Regions from separate parts of the Anas platyrhynchos genome. Here region 1 is linked to region 2. The links are chromatin contacts, called in public Hi-C maps. All regions are on one chromosome and are shown on one strand. Each heading gives the region's core, a stretch centred on a gene start, on an enhancer-like site or on the middle of the called end of the contact. The rest is flanking DNA. Distances are from core to core; before and after follow the strand shown. Region 1 holds the start of LOC140003479 (leukotriene B4 receptor 1-like). Region 2 overlaps PLA2G15 (phospholipase A2 group XV).

Evidence for each region. A called contact is a pair of places that touch in the nucleus more often than the background predicts.
Region 1: a Hi-C map of skeletal muscle shows a contact between it and region 2, with 2.4 times the contacts expected there. The contact joins the promoter of LOC140003479 here to the enhancer-like site in region 2. A contact is called at or near these places in 6 of 8 Hi-C or Micro-C datasets (F1 follicle, F5 follicle, liver and 2 more).

The regions. Positions count from the first base shown.
Region 1 is chr12:14,079,351-14,086,241 of IASCAAS_PekinDuck_T2T, reverse strand. LOC140003479 (leukotriene B4 receptor 1-like) reads right to left here and starts at 3,653. Exons shown (of 1, transcript XM_072043805.1): 1 at 1,086-3,653. The coding sequence starts at 3,495. The coding sequence ends at 2,497. All of the region lies in intron 7 of LOC106019018 (a long non-coding RNA gene), which reads right to left.
Region 2 is chr12:14,046,210-14,052,965 of IASCAAS_PekinDuck_T2T, reverse strand. It overlaps PLA2G15 (phospholipase A2 group XV), which reads left to right. Exons shown (of 6, transcript XM_027466866.3): 4 at 1-65; 5 at 1,452-1,676; 6 at 4,677-6,756. The coding sequence ends at 5,188. All of the region lies in intron 5 of LOC106019018 (a long non-coding RNA gene), which reads right to left. Among named protein-coding and RNA genes, the nearest start is that of PLA2G15, 15 kb to the left of the region's middle. Within about 2 kb of position 3,470, at least 1 of the 8 cell types and tissues checked has an H3K27ac peak or open chromatin away from gene starts, as enhancers often do.

The DNA.
Region 1 (6,891 bases), core at 2,404-4,903, 33 kb before region 2:
GCATGTTAGCATAGATGGAGTGGTAAATATTGCTGCATAGACAGGCCTGTTGTGTATCTGTTAAAGAATGAAGCAGTCAGCCAGGTCATCACCTTATATATCTACACCAACTCATGGATCTAGTTACAGCATTCTATTTAGAACTGTCTTACCTAATCATCTCCCTAGAATGCATTTACTGATCTGGGGATGTTACTTGTTCCCTTTATAAGATTTACAGATGTTGTGGAGGATGCAGCTTGAGCAATAAAGTTCACTTGTGTGAGTGACAAGTAAAAAAAACAACCAACCAAACAACCAAAAAACACTCTAAGCCATACCTCTTGATTAAAAAATAAGCCCACTGCAGTAGGTAGCGTTGCACAGATTATGTGATCTTATAGTTTGTCCTGGGTAAGGCATAGTTGGCATTAGGCACTTGATATGCAGTGAATGCTCCTGGAAGGCTTATTTAAGAGGAAATGGCACTAAAATAAATGACTTCATTCATGAGACGGATGATGCACACACACAGATAACTAAAGGTTTTGCCCATTTCCTAAGATTTATGATAACTAGATGTAGGACAATCTGAGAGAAAGTTCCAGTCAAGTAGCTTGTACTGAAGCTTGTCTGGGCCTTTTCCCATCTCTAAGTTGCAAAGTGCTTGGTTTCTTGTGGCCTAGGACTCTAGTTCAGTTATGTTATTTGTGTGCTTATTACCTCTTCACTTGTTCGGTGCTATTATGAAATAGTGGGTGACTGTTCAAGAACATACTGGGAAATATAGCTTTGCTTTTTTATACAGTAGTTAACTAAAGTTATTGTTTTTATTGTGAGATACTGTTACTTTGCTATATTTAATATGCTAACAGCAATCAAGGAGTCATTATTAGGGTGAAAAAGTGGCAGGTGGGTGGGGTATAGTTCTAAGGGATTTCACCTTCTTACTCTTCTGTAAACAAGGTCTTGCTAAAGTTTTTATTTCCTTTTACTTCAGTGAAGGAGCCCTATTAATGAGAAGTCCTCTGTGGTGTGGACTTTCCTTCTACTGAGAAGAAGACAAGACTTTTTCATAACAAGCAGGAATAATAAATACATATGCATAGTGTCAGGAAACATTTTAATAATAGCAGGTAAGGATTTTTACTTCCCTGTCTTTATTCCTGTTTACAAACAGAAGTAATACAACTCACATATCCTTGATTGTTATGAAATCAGTTCTTGAAAATGAAGTTCTAGTTAGTCTCTTGTATTTTCTTTGTAAATATGAGTTACAATAGCTATTAGCAACTGTTCATAACACAATGTACAGGATATTACAATAGTAATACAGTAAGTCTTAGTAATCAGTAGTTATATTCATCTTATTACAAATCATTGATTTAAAAATAAGCAAAAGTAAGTATAAAAAATGTCAAGCATGATTGAAATTAAAACAAAACAAAAAAACAGCAAAACTTCAAAAGCAAATACTTGGTGTCATGCAATTTTTTCACAGTGAGTTTGCATGCATTCACAAAACTAAAACAAGTTCCTTGCAAGCCCTAATTTTTTCTTTGTTTATTAAAAGAAAAATACGCTGTTCCAAAAGAGAAGACAAAATAATGCTTTTATGTGCAAGATGAAATTCTTAAGATACTAGGCACTTTGTACTGCTCCCGTAACTTTCTCACAGGTTACAAAAATATCAAGGATCTCTACTTCCCTTCCCCTGGGATCTGATCCAATTCATCCATAATTTAATAGACATATTGGGAGCTTAACTAAATCAGACACTTTGAGGATACGTGAGTATGTATGTTTGATATATCAGTAGTTGCCAGTAACATATGCAATATATTTGAAATCAAATATAGCATGAGGTCTCCATTTGTCATAAACCACAGAATTCTTGTACCTTTTTTTCTGAAAGGGAACGTCACACTTCATATTTTACTTCAGATCCATTAGCATAAGATATTTCAGTAAATGAGTTTTTGTAAACAACCCTTGCTATTCTCAAATCTAAATAAAGTCCTGAATAAAAATAGTTTTGTTTTCCATCTACACAAAAGTTTTTATGTGCTGTAAATATTCTTAAAATCCATGCTTCCCCATATCAAGAATCTAAGCATGCTCATTTAGAACTTTGGGTTATATTTATGGATTTTTTGAGCATTTCAAATCTTCTTCCAGACAAACTTTTTAAGTTTTAAATTTCCAAATCTTGTTTTCCACATAAATGTCTTTTCTAGAAATCACAAATAATTGTAATGGAAAATAAAAATGTTGTATTCCCTATACTTTAAGCTTCTAGCCATCTTGCTTCTCAGCACCGGTGAAACTGATTTGGTGACATGGATACAAGGTCAGGAGCCAAACAAGGTTGTCACTGCCGATTGTTTTGTAACACACACAACCTGAATTGTCTCTAGCATCCGCTGGACTACTTGGAAAACCAAACTGACTACTAGGTGAAAGGACTACTGAATGAATGCCCCAGAAATCCATTGCTCACTAAGTCTATGCTCTTTGTTAGAGAATCTCTGTGCCTGCTACAGTAGTTTCTTGCTTGGTAACAGGAGAAATCTTTTTCTTGTCTTCCTCTGTTACAGTCTGACTCAACTGTTCAAACAGTTTTGATATCTTGGTAAATCTCAGGTGATTCTGGAATTTTCGTGCAGCAAAAGCATAAAGTAGAGGGTTAATACAGCTACTGATAAATACAAGTGCTCCGGAGACGTACTCTCCTTTGTCTATAATCTTTTCCAGTGTCTCATTAGAGTCTTCTATCTGAACTGAAATAATATCTAAGATGTTAAAGAGATGATGTGGGAACCAGCATAAAATGAATGCCACCACGATGCTGGTAATGAGCCGTTCTGATCGCTGCTTTGATCGGTAAGTCATTTGTCTTATTCTTTTTGCAACACACACATAGCAAGTGCATATAATTAAAAAAGGAATTACAAAACCTGCAAGAGTCTCCAACAAAAGATATGACACTCTCTGTCCAGTAGTAGAGTAGTTGCGACATGTGCACTGTAGTCCACCGTTGATTTCATCTGTCTCTTGGAATGGAATAATAGTAACGCCAAAAGCAATGGACAGGAACCAAATGAGGAACATGATTACAAAAATATTTTCTTTTTTTTTGTACCTTTGCATTGTGAAAGGGTAAAACACAGCCATTAGTCTCTCCAAGCTCAGTGCTGTAATTAGAAATATACTTGCATACATGCTGCAGTAAATCATGAAGACCAGTATTTTGCAGAACACAATTCCAAAAACCCATGAGTCAGCAAAGGAGTAAATCCAGATTGGCAAAGTGATCAGTACGAGGATATCCGCAATGGCCAGGTTCAAGATCAGCAGGACTGAAGGAGATACTTGCTTCATTTTTGTACAAACAGTCCAGATGACAACGCAATTTCCAGGGGTCCCAATAATAAATGACAAGCTCAGTATCATGCAGACTACAAACTTCACAGCGTTCCATGTCAAGTCGGTGCTGACTTCCTCAGCTTCACTCATTCCAGAAATTTTTCAGTTCTTTTCAGGTGCTAATATCCTTGGTGCTTTGCACTCTGAAAGTTTTGATTCTGAAACTGTCAGCAAACAACTTGAGAGAAACTTCCCTAACTGATATTCTGCAGACTTGTCTGGCATGTGACCTCACATCCTAATGCTCACAAACGTCTGACCGCATGCGTTCTTCCTGTTGTTTAGGAAAACAGTGTCTTTTTGCATGCAGAGCACAGATAAAAATAGTATTGTCCCTGACTTTGCTCTTAATTACATATGCATCACAGCAGATTTTAAAGCATGGAGGTGATCTTTCAAAAGTCTCCCTCTTTTAAGAAGCCTGCTACTTGGTTAAAGCTACTGGTCTAACCAACAGGTATGAGGAGGAAAAAAGTTGTCCTTTTGCTACTTCACTTTTGTTTGTGTGAATATGTCAACATTCTATTTTAAGTATTTTAAAACAAAAAGATAGAAGGGTGGCAGATAAACCAAAAGTGTGCATTAAATGTTTGACATGACATTGCATTCTAGAGCATGAAACATTATTATACTCTCTACCTTCATATAATCTTTTTTTTGGTTGTTGTTGTTGTTAATTCAGCAGAAGACAGTTGATCTTGAACATGCTTTAGAAATAGGCTGGCACAGAGGAAATCATCTTTTGTAGTGAGATTGTACCAGTACAATGAAGTTGGATAGAGTTGTAATTCTAATCATAGAATCATTCAGGTTGGAAAAGACCTTCATGGTTATCTGGTTCAATCATCACCCTACTACCAATATCACCCAATGCTCTGGGAAAATGCAGTTCTTTAGCTAAACAACCACCATCAGAATAGTCTGGGTGTAATGTTGGGAGGAAATGGTCTGTGTCTCAGAAAATATATGATTAGGTTGTCCTACTGTGACAGCAATGTGCTATGACTTTATCTCCTAGGAAACCCAGTAGTTAGTGCAGTATTCAAATCCTGTGTGAATCAAAAGTTCTTAAAATAAATAAATAAATAAATCTTTGTCTGGCCAAAGATTATGGAAGCACTGTTTTACTCTAGTGTCAGAACATTTTAAGTCTGGTTCCAAATAATTAAAGGAGGAACCAAAACAGCAGCACCAACAAAAATTATTAAGAGTCACAGAAGTGAAACTAGAAGAGTATTTTTATGTAAAATAAGCACAGATTATGCATAATGCATAGCACAATCTATTAAATTTTAAATCGTGGTACAGATTATTTCATTAAATGTTGAGGTAGATTTTTTACAAACCTGGCAAATGTAGTACATAATGTTAAGAAGTATCTTCCAAAATGGGAAAAGGATTGCAACACCTATTCCCAACCCCAAATCGGCTTAGCCGTTTTTGATCTCGTAAGAGTATAATGAGATCAACTGCAAATCCAGAATAACTCCACTGAAGTCAAGAATATTTTTTTCAAAACGCTCTTTGTGTAATTGATATTTTAATTTGGGTTTCATCGTATGATTCCAGTTCCTTTTATTTTTTACTGCATTTAGTACCAATTGGGTAGGGGAAAACCCAAATCAATTGTGTATATTCTAAAGGGAATTTCTGAAAATCCACTAATAAAAGGAAGTGGTGGGCAATGTCTCTTCTTCTACTGAAATCACCTTCGTACACATTATTTGCCCAGAAGTAACTTTGGGAGGGCTTTTTATTTACTTATTGCCAGTGGTACATCCAGACTGAACTACATTGCAGATACTTAAAAAAAAAAATAAAAAAAAAATCAAGGAGAGATGCTCAGTACCTCTGTAAGATTTTCTTCTTCAAAACTTTATTTTTGGTGGCAAAAAAACAATTGTCTATAAAAATAGATTGGAATCAGAATTAGTATAGTTCTAATCCAGTGACATGCGGATCTGGTTGTACTTCTGAAGCACCTGTCCTTATGTTTTTCAGAAACATATTTCCCCCACTTCAGTTGAAGCTTGCTTGCCAGATGGTCTCTGCCTCAGGCTGTATCTTTCATTTAAACAAGAAACCAGATGAATCTCAACATTGCAGGAACAGTCTGGGATTTTTCTCTCCAAACAGATCCCAGACAGGTGTTGAAATTCTGAGATTGCCTGAGTAACATTCTGAAGACAGGCTTTTAGATTTAATAATACAGATATTGGGGATAACATTAGCTAAGGACTGTGTTTTTGAAGTGCTCTATGTGGTTGTTGGATCACTACAAAAAGTTCAGACTCATTTTAGGAGGTCTTTAATGATCTCTAAAAGTGACTGCTATTGTTGAATTTACCCTAGTAGGACACAAACCTTATGGGAAATTTAACAGGTACTTCCATTAGCAATACAGTATGTTCAACAACATGCTGAACACAACAGTGATTAAACAAGTCAGTATCTCAGTCATTCTAGTGACCACGTGTGGTGGAGTTTGTCATGTATAAACATGCTGCTGGAATTCCGCCCAATTCTGCCCTCATAAACACTGGCCCAATTGTATTAACAGTAGTGAAGTTAGGCTGCATTTCTGTGTTTAAAAGCTAAAAGTCTAAATATGAAAGTTTTGTGTACATGTATGTTATATATGCTTTCCATATGTAATGCAATAGTGCAGTCATGAACATGAGAAACTTTCTGTTAAGTGTGTTACCTTTAGATTGGCATATAATTTCTGAAAACATTCCAAAATTGAGAAAGTCTGTGCTATTGCTAAGGAACATTCTGAATTGAATTTGCTGTGGTTTAAGTACAAGGGAGGTGTTTCATTCATCCACGTTATGTTTCTTCATATGCATGAGCTTCCCTCTGGTGGATAGTCTGTAGTTTGCACCACCATTGAGCATTTTTAGACTGCTAATGTGTTTGGGCTGCTACACTGAAATGATAATTGATACTTCCAGCTTTTGCTGAGAATTATACTGAGAATCAGAATTATACTGAGAATTATACTGAGAATCAGAATTTCACTCTGAGATGCTGAATCTTTGGGTTAACATCCTTTGCTCAAAGCACTGCCACCATTCCATGCATTAAGAGCATGTCTGTAACAATTTACAGAATAGCTGATGCATGGGAAATCCATATTATGAGTAACTTATATGAAGAACAGTCCCAAAAATGCTTTTAAAATTCTTTCCAACTGTTGTCTTCAGAAAGATCCAGCGGATGTTTGGCTATAAAGCAATTGCTGGTGAAAGCATAGCAAGTATCATGTTTCTGCTGAGAGGCTGGAAACCAATGCCAGCAACCTTGTTTGCCTGATGATTCTGAAAGAAGTTCCTAGTCTAAACCCTTTAGTTCTTCAGCCACTGAAAGAAGATAGCATTTGCAGGATAGATACAGTTGCCCTACAACTACTGCAGTTCAATGCTGTTATAAATGACAGTGGGGAAGTCACACGATGCCTTGATCAGAAACTTATGGGCTACTCCA
Region 2 (6,756 bases), core at 2,221-4,720:
AGACTGGGGCTACACACGTGATGAAGATGTAAGAGGAGCACCTTACGACTGGCGAAAGGCACCAAGTAAATTTCTTGTTTGTTCAAACTTTCTTGACTCTCCAAGCAAGCAAAGAGTTTTGGGTCCTGTCCCCCCATCCTAGTTATAGTATTATACTTAAAACCTTATTTTTAACTAGTTCTTAGGGCCTTAGTACCCCTAGACTCCGATGAAAGCTCTGTGGTATGGTCTTTTTTTTTTCCTCTAAATGATTTGCTACTTAAGATTTGCCTAAAAAAAATGAACAACCAAAACCCACCAAATTCCACAAAACCACCCCTCCCCATGGTGCATTAATAGTGGAATTTCTAAACTCTACATTATCAATCTTCAGAAAGAACTTTGCTAAGGGTATCACTTTGCTGATGCTGGTGTCATACCAAAACTAGCAGAACTGCCTTAATTATATCCTGAGGAATAAATTGTATTTAGTGTCCTTAAAACTGAACAATGAGGGGTGCTGCCTACATTTTTAAGTTTGTTTTTATGTAAGTGTTAGAACATAGTACTTTTCATCTTATTCTGTTCCACATTAGCACAAGTGGTGTGTAGATTCTTCACAGCTTGTGAAGCATATTGAAGAAATAGTATATATGTTTTATTAATACTAATATTCTAGTATCAAGTTCACTTTGGCCCACAAAACTGAAGCATGTAACCCTGGCATCCAGGAATACTGCCTGAAGGAAAATCAATAACGATGGCTTTTGTTTCTGATGTGACCGCTTTAAATTTCTGTTGCAATTGACACATAGAATTGGTATCTTATTACAGGGTTATAGAAAGGTATTATTGATCTTTTTTTCCCCCTCTTCATTTTAAAGCTCATTTCATTACATCTAATAGAAATGAAGTATACTGTGCCAGCAGGAATCTGCAAAGACTCTTATTTAGGGATAACTTTGCTTATAGAAGATGTGTTGTTAAAAGGTTCATACATACTTTAAAAGACTGATCTGACCTTTATTTGTACTTTCATGAAATGATGAATCTTCCTGGACCTACAAAACTGTTACATTTTTGGGGAAGAAAAAAAATATAATTCAGAGGAAGTTCAGATTTTTTTTCCAAAACTCTGCATTAGCACAATTATTTTAGACTCCAAATGAATTCCACTGTTGATTTTTTTTGTGGGAGGAAAATTAGCATTCCATCAGCATGGGATATTTCCCAGAAAATCTCATCTTAAATGTATTTTAAAGGTAGGAAAAAATGGAGTAATGTTCTAAAATATATTAGTTTCTTCCTACTTCTATGAAACAGTCTTAAAGCATCAGCCTTTCATAAAATACTGATGTAAAGATGCACTGGTTTTGATTTGCTTCAAAATATAACCTTTTAAATAATTGTGTTGAAGGATGGCAACGACAATTAGTGATTATAACTGTGTGACCTGTGTATTTCTCATTTAGATGAGAATGGAGACTATTTTGTGGCCCTTCGCAAGATGATAGAGTTAATGTATGAGCAGTATGGAAGTCCTGTTGTTTTAATTGCCCACAGTATGGGTAACATGTACACCCTGTACTTCCTAAACCATCAGACTCAGGAATGGAAAGACAAGTACATAAAGGACTATGTGTCATTAGGTGCTCCCTGGGGAGGAGTGGCTAAAACTCTCCGTGTGCTGGCTTCAGGTAGGTAATTTGAGGGTTTGCGGTGCATTTCGTAAGTAGCATGAAATACACTAAATAGTTTACTGTAAGACCAGAGGATGAAAGTAGAAGGTACTATGAAGTTAAAATATTTTTTGTAAGTGGTGTCAAGTTGATGTCTCAAGTTCTGTGGCCAGACTGTCTTTCCATTCATGGGAATAGACCAAGTTTGTACATCTCTTAACTAGGAGCTGCATCCCCTCTTAACTTTTCAGCAGATGACACAAGCAGCTGCTGTTTGACCTGCTGCCTCTTATTTCTGTCACTTCTGCCCACAGCCTGCCTGTTCTCTGTCCAGTATTGCTAAGCCAACATGGACTCTAGAGCATTCAGTAGTTGCCTTTGATTAAATATCATACAGCTGCTTGATATGAACATGAAGGGGAACTGGTACATGCAATGAAGTGGTGTGGTGCCTGGAGCACAGATGCCTGCTGAAGTTATAGCTTGGTTTAAAAAAAAAAAAAAGTCTTTCACTATGCAACTGCAAACAACTGAGAGAAAGCTCAGTTACCACATCATGTTACACCATTACTATTTCACAGCAAAACAACGTTATTGTGTTTTTAGCATTTAATTTGTGGTGTTTCTGTCCTGCTGTTTCCTTGCTTTTGTTTGGCTAGCTTTGGTTATTAGTTGCTTCCCAAACAAAGCTGACGTCAGAAATGGGCTTCATCAAAATGCAGAGCACACAGCAACTGCCAGCCATGCATGGACAAATCAAAAAAATTCTTTGCTTAGCAAAGAAATTTGATTCTGAACAGGAATGCACAACTCAGTTATTTAAAATATATATGTATAGATACATTAATTCAGATGTTCGTATTGAGTTGTACATTGTTTACTCTATTGCAGTGGCACTGTAAGATATGATAAAAAATAAATTGACTTCCTTCTTTCCACAGGCTTTGTCTGACAAGTTTGTATGCTATAGAAAGGGCAGAAAGTGAGCAATGTTAAGAATAGCTTCATAAAATTTGAAAAGACTACACAATTTCAGTCTCGGATTCCCTTTGAATTAAATTTCAGTGCTTCATATTTTGTCTATCCATTATAATGCATCTCATCCGAATTAGCTAGCTACATACATCTAATGAATAGATTCTTACTAAAACATAATCATCTCTTAATTTGTATGTCTGTAGTATTGAACTTCATGGTTTGGAGCAGAAAAGTCAAGATGTAGGAAACTTAAGAGGCATAGTATAGTATCATACTATACTATCTGTATAGCCCATTCTTAGGCTAGTTCTGTCTCCTAAACATTTGTAGGTAAAAAAAAAAAAATCACCATCAGGTGTTAATGTTTTGATTACATTAGTCTGGCTTGTTTCTGAAACTATCAGGATACTGGCATGCAGAAGAATTGTTGCTTTAGCAGAAATACTGCATTCCTGGAGGAAACATCAGGCAAGCTTTCTTCAAGCAAAAATGCATTCTGTCTGTTCCCATTCCTGTTTATAGTATGTTAATGGCTAGGACTTGATATTAAATCCATGGTTGTTATCCAAGTGGCAAGCAGCACTCAAGTGGAAATTTACTGTCTCTAGATCTTCTGTGTTGCTTACTGCTACATATTTAAGTGCTTCACAGGATCGGTATTTTTATTATAACAATTATATTGCCAATAAAATGAGGATGCTTTTCCTGTTTTACATATGGCAAGCATAGATGCAAAGTTCACTTGTTCTTTTTTCTGATTGTCAGCTTGAAATGCTGACAACGTTGTCTTTAGACCTAATATTTTATATACCATAATGTCGGTGTCTGCTCTGGTGTTAAGTGTGGTCTTGACCTTATAGTACTTCTGCACTTCAGGAAAACGTGTAAGATTTGATAAGCAGTTCTGAAAGAAAAGGCTGGAGTAGAGTGTCAGGTTCTGTACTTGTTTATTTCAAGTAGAATAAACAGCTTGGTAGACTTGTCTAATTTTTAGGTTTGGAACTCAGGATTTCATTGCTGAAAACTTACAAGTAGTATTTGGTATCTTAGTGGTGAGTGTGCACAGCTAAGTATTTACAGCACACAGTAATGTGAAATGCATTTAAGGACTTCTGTAATTCTTGCTGTGCTCTCTTGAGTTTCCTTTCTATCTGTTTCCCAGGATTATTCTCGTAATGTCTCCATGCAATCCTCCTGAAAATGGCAGTAAATACTGTGCTTTAGCTTGTCTTCCTGAACCGACAGTGCCACCTTATGGAATTGAAAAATACATGCTTTGGTGCTGTTTCAGGAACAGCAGTTTGGTATTTCGCTTTTTAAGGTTCTGTTGACATGAATAACAACATGCTGTAACTACTTGAACCTAATAATAAAAAATCAGATTCAAGTTTCAGCTGACAAAAGAATTGAGATGTGCTAGCCACTGTGATAGAAAATAGGTCAGAACAGTCACCATAAAAAAAAAAAAAACACCTCTGATCTCAGAACTGTTTCAAAAAAAAATAATTCCAAAAATAAATGCATACTATTTATTAAGTGGCTTTTAATTTGGGGGGAGAAAGACACAAGTAGTGGTTACAATCTGAAGAAAGCACATAAGTTATAATTTAATCCCATGTTAATTTGATCCATCTTTAGAACAGACTGCCAAGAAAAATGTATAGTCTTGATGTCAACAACAAAAAAATTATTCTTCAAATGTTTTGATCAAACACTAATATACTGTATTAAACCTAAATGGGATAAAATGGAATCATTTTGAGGCTTATTGGGTGTATGATAATTCAAGACCTTTAAGGTAGCAGTGCTCTTGGGTTTGTCAGTCATTCATAGTCATTAACTTGTACGTGAATCTGTAAGTTATTGGAAGTTTGCAGAAGTTGATTGCTGAGACAATCAAAAAATGAAAAACTTCTTCAATTTTCAGTGTATGCAAAGGGAATATTTTTTGATTTATCACTGAGTGGTACTAATTGCTTCTGGTTATGAGATCATGCACTGTCTTATGTATAATGTAATTTTACCTCTTTTTATTTTAAGGTGACAACAACAGAATACCTGTCATCAGTTCACTCAAGATTCGAGATCAGCAGCGATCAGCGGTTTCCACAAATTGGATGCTCCCCTACAACTACACATGGCCTCCAGATAAGGTCTTCGTAACCACACCTACGGCCAACTATACCCTTCGGGATTACCAAAAATTCTACAGGGACATCAATTTTGAAGATGGCTGGCTCATGAGACAAGACACTGAACCCTTGGTCTACCAGATGAAACCACCTGGTGTGCGCATACACTGTCTTTATGGTACTGGCGTAGAAACACCAGATTCCTTCCATTATGAAAGTTTTCCTGACAAAGAGCCCAAGATCATTTACAGTGATGGGGATGGTACAGTAAACTTGCAGAGTGCCTTGCAATGTCAAAAGTGGGTGGACATGCAAAAACAGAAAGTGGTGGTATTTGAGCTTTCAGGAAATGAGCACATTCAAATGCTATCAAATGATACTACTATCTCTTATGTGAAAAAGCTGCTTTTTAATTTGTGATACCTTGTGTTGACAATTATTTTCCTCACCTGTGATGCCTTCCCTTAAGTAAGGGAAATGCCTTTTAATCCCTTGGTATTTAGTTATTTGAATTATTTATTTTGTTTTTTTTTTTTTAAGGTTGTGTTCAAGAAGTTGGTTCGTGTCCTAAATGGTTGTCTCTGATGTATGTTCATGATGCTTCATGGTGTTTTCATATTCTGAAAACCTGGTCAAATATGCATTTTGGTGCCTCCAGTATTGTGTCCAGTATTCATACAGACCTTCATTTGGAGATTGTGCAGCCCCTTGCACGTACTACATGATTTCTCCTTTGTGTGGCCTTCTAGGGTTAGGAGTAGGAGGGCTGGGAAGGATTGCAATCTGACTCCCATGAAACAAGGGAAGGATATTAATAACTTGAGAAGCACAGCAAATTCCTTCTAAAGGGTCTTGCATATTCTGATCCATAGTTCCCACTGCCTTAGTTTGTAAATGTACATATCTACTAGGTAAGATAGACAAGAGGTCTGCCAGATACTGGATGACCTTTTGTCATATCCAGCCTTTCTTTTGTTACAGCTTCTTGGGGAAAGATAATGTGTTAATTATTTTAAGGTTCTCATCAGGTACCTTTTTTCTTAAGAGGAAAAGTTGTTTGCTTATTGACTTCTAGAGCCTAATGATTTAATCAGGAATCTGAGGATTATTATCCTGGTGCATTATTATCCATGAAGGAAAGAAGTTCAGCTGTGGCTGGGGCTTGCAATACCCTTCTTTAGCTGTGTAAATTCTTTAGCATGTAAAGTAAAGCTAATACAATTGAGTGCAGGCAAACAATACATACAGTGCAGAATTGCACTTCAGGTTGCAAAAGATCTCCAGTAGTGGAAATGATAATGGATGGTGGGCATTCATTAAAATGGAAGATGAAATAGGGCATGGAGTGGAAGCCAGTGTAGCACTAGTATAAAATACAAGCCTTGTTCTCAAATACTTAAGCTCTTATTCAGTTACTGGACAAGCAGTGGTTGGATCAATGTTGCCCTCAGTTGAAAAGGAACTTCAAACTTCAAAACACGATCTATGGGAACTGAATTTGAGTTATATAATTGCTGTTTTAAGAAGTTGAGATCTCAATTTCTGTTCCTTAACTGTTTAGATAATTGCCAAACATGCAACTCTGTTACTACAGTACTGTTTTATTCAGTGTTTAGAAAAAATATTTCAGCTTTGAACTACACAAATGATGGCATAAAGGCCATGGTATTTATAACCTTGATTATAGAAGTCCCACTGGAAAAATGTCACTGGAAGATTCTTCTTGCTTGCTTTAAAACTAGCCACCCAGTTGGACTCTATTTAGTTCTCAGAAAACAACTTTGAATGCTTTCAAAATGCTACGTCTTCCAGGAAAAAGGAGTTCTAAAAACTCATGAGAAGCATTAAGGATTCACTACTTATGAAACTGAAGTTCTCTGAAGGGTAAACTTTAACTATTTTTGTAGCATGCATAAAATGCCTACTACCATCAAATATAAGAAGAAGGTATGTTGAAATGACAGGTTTGAACTCTTATTACCGTAGGA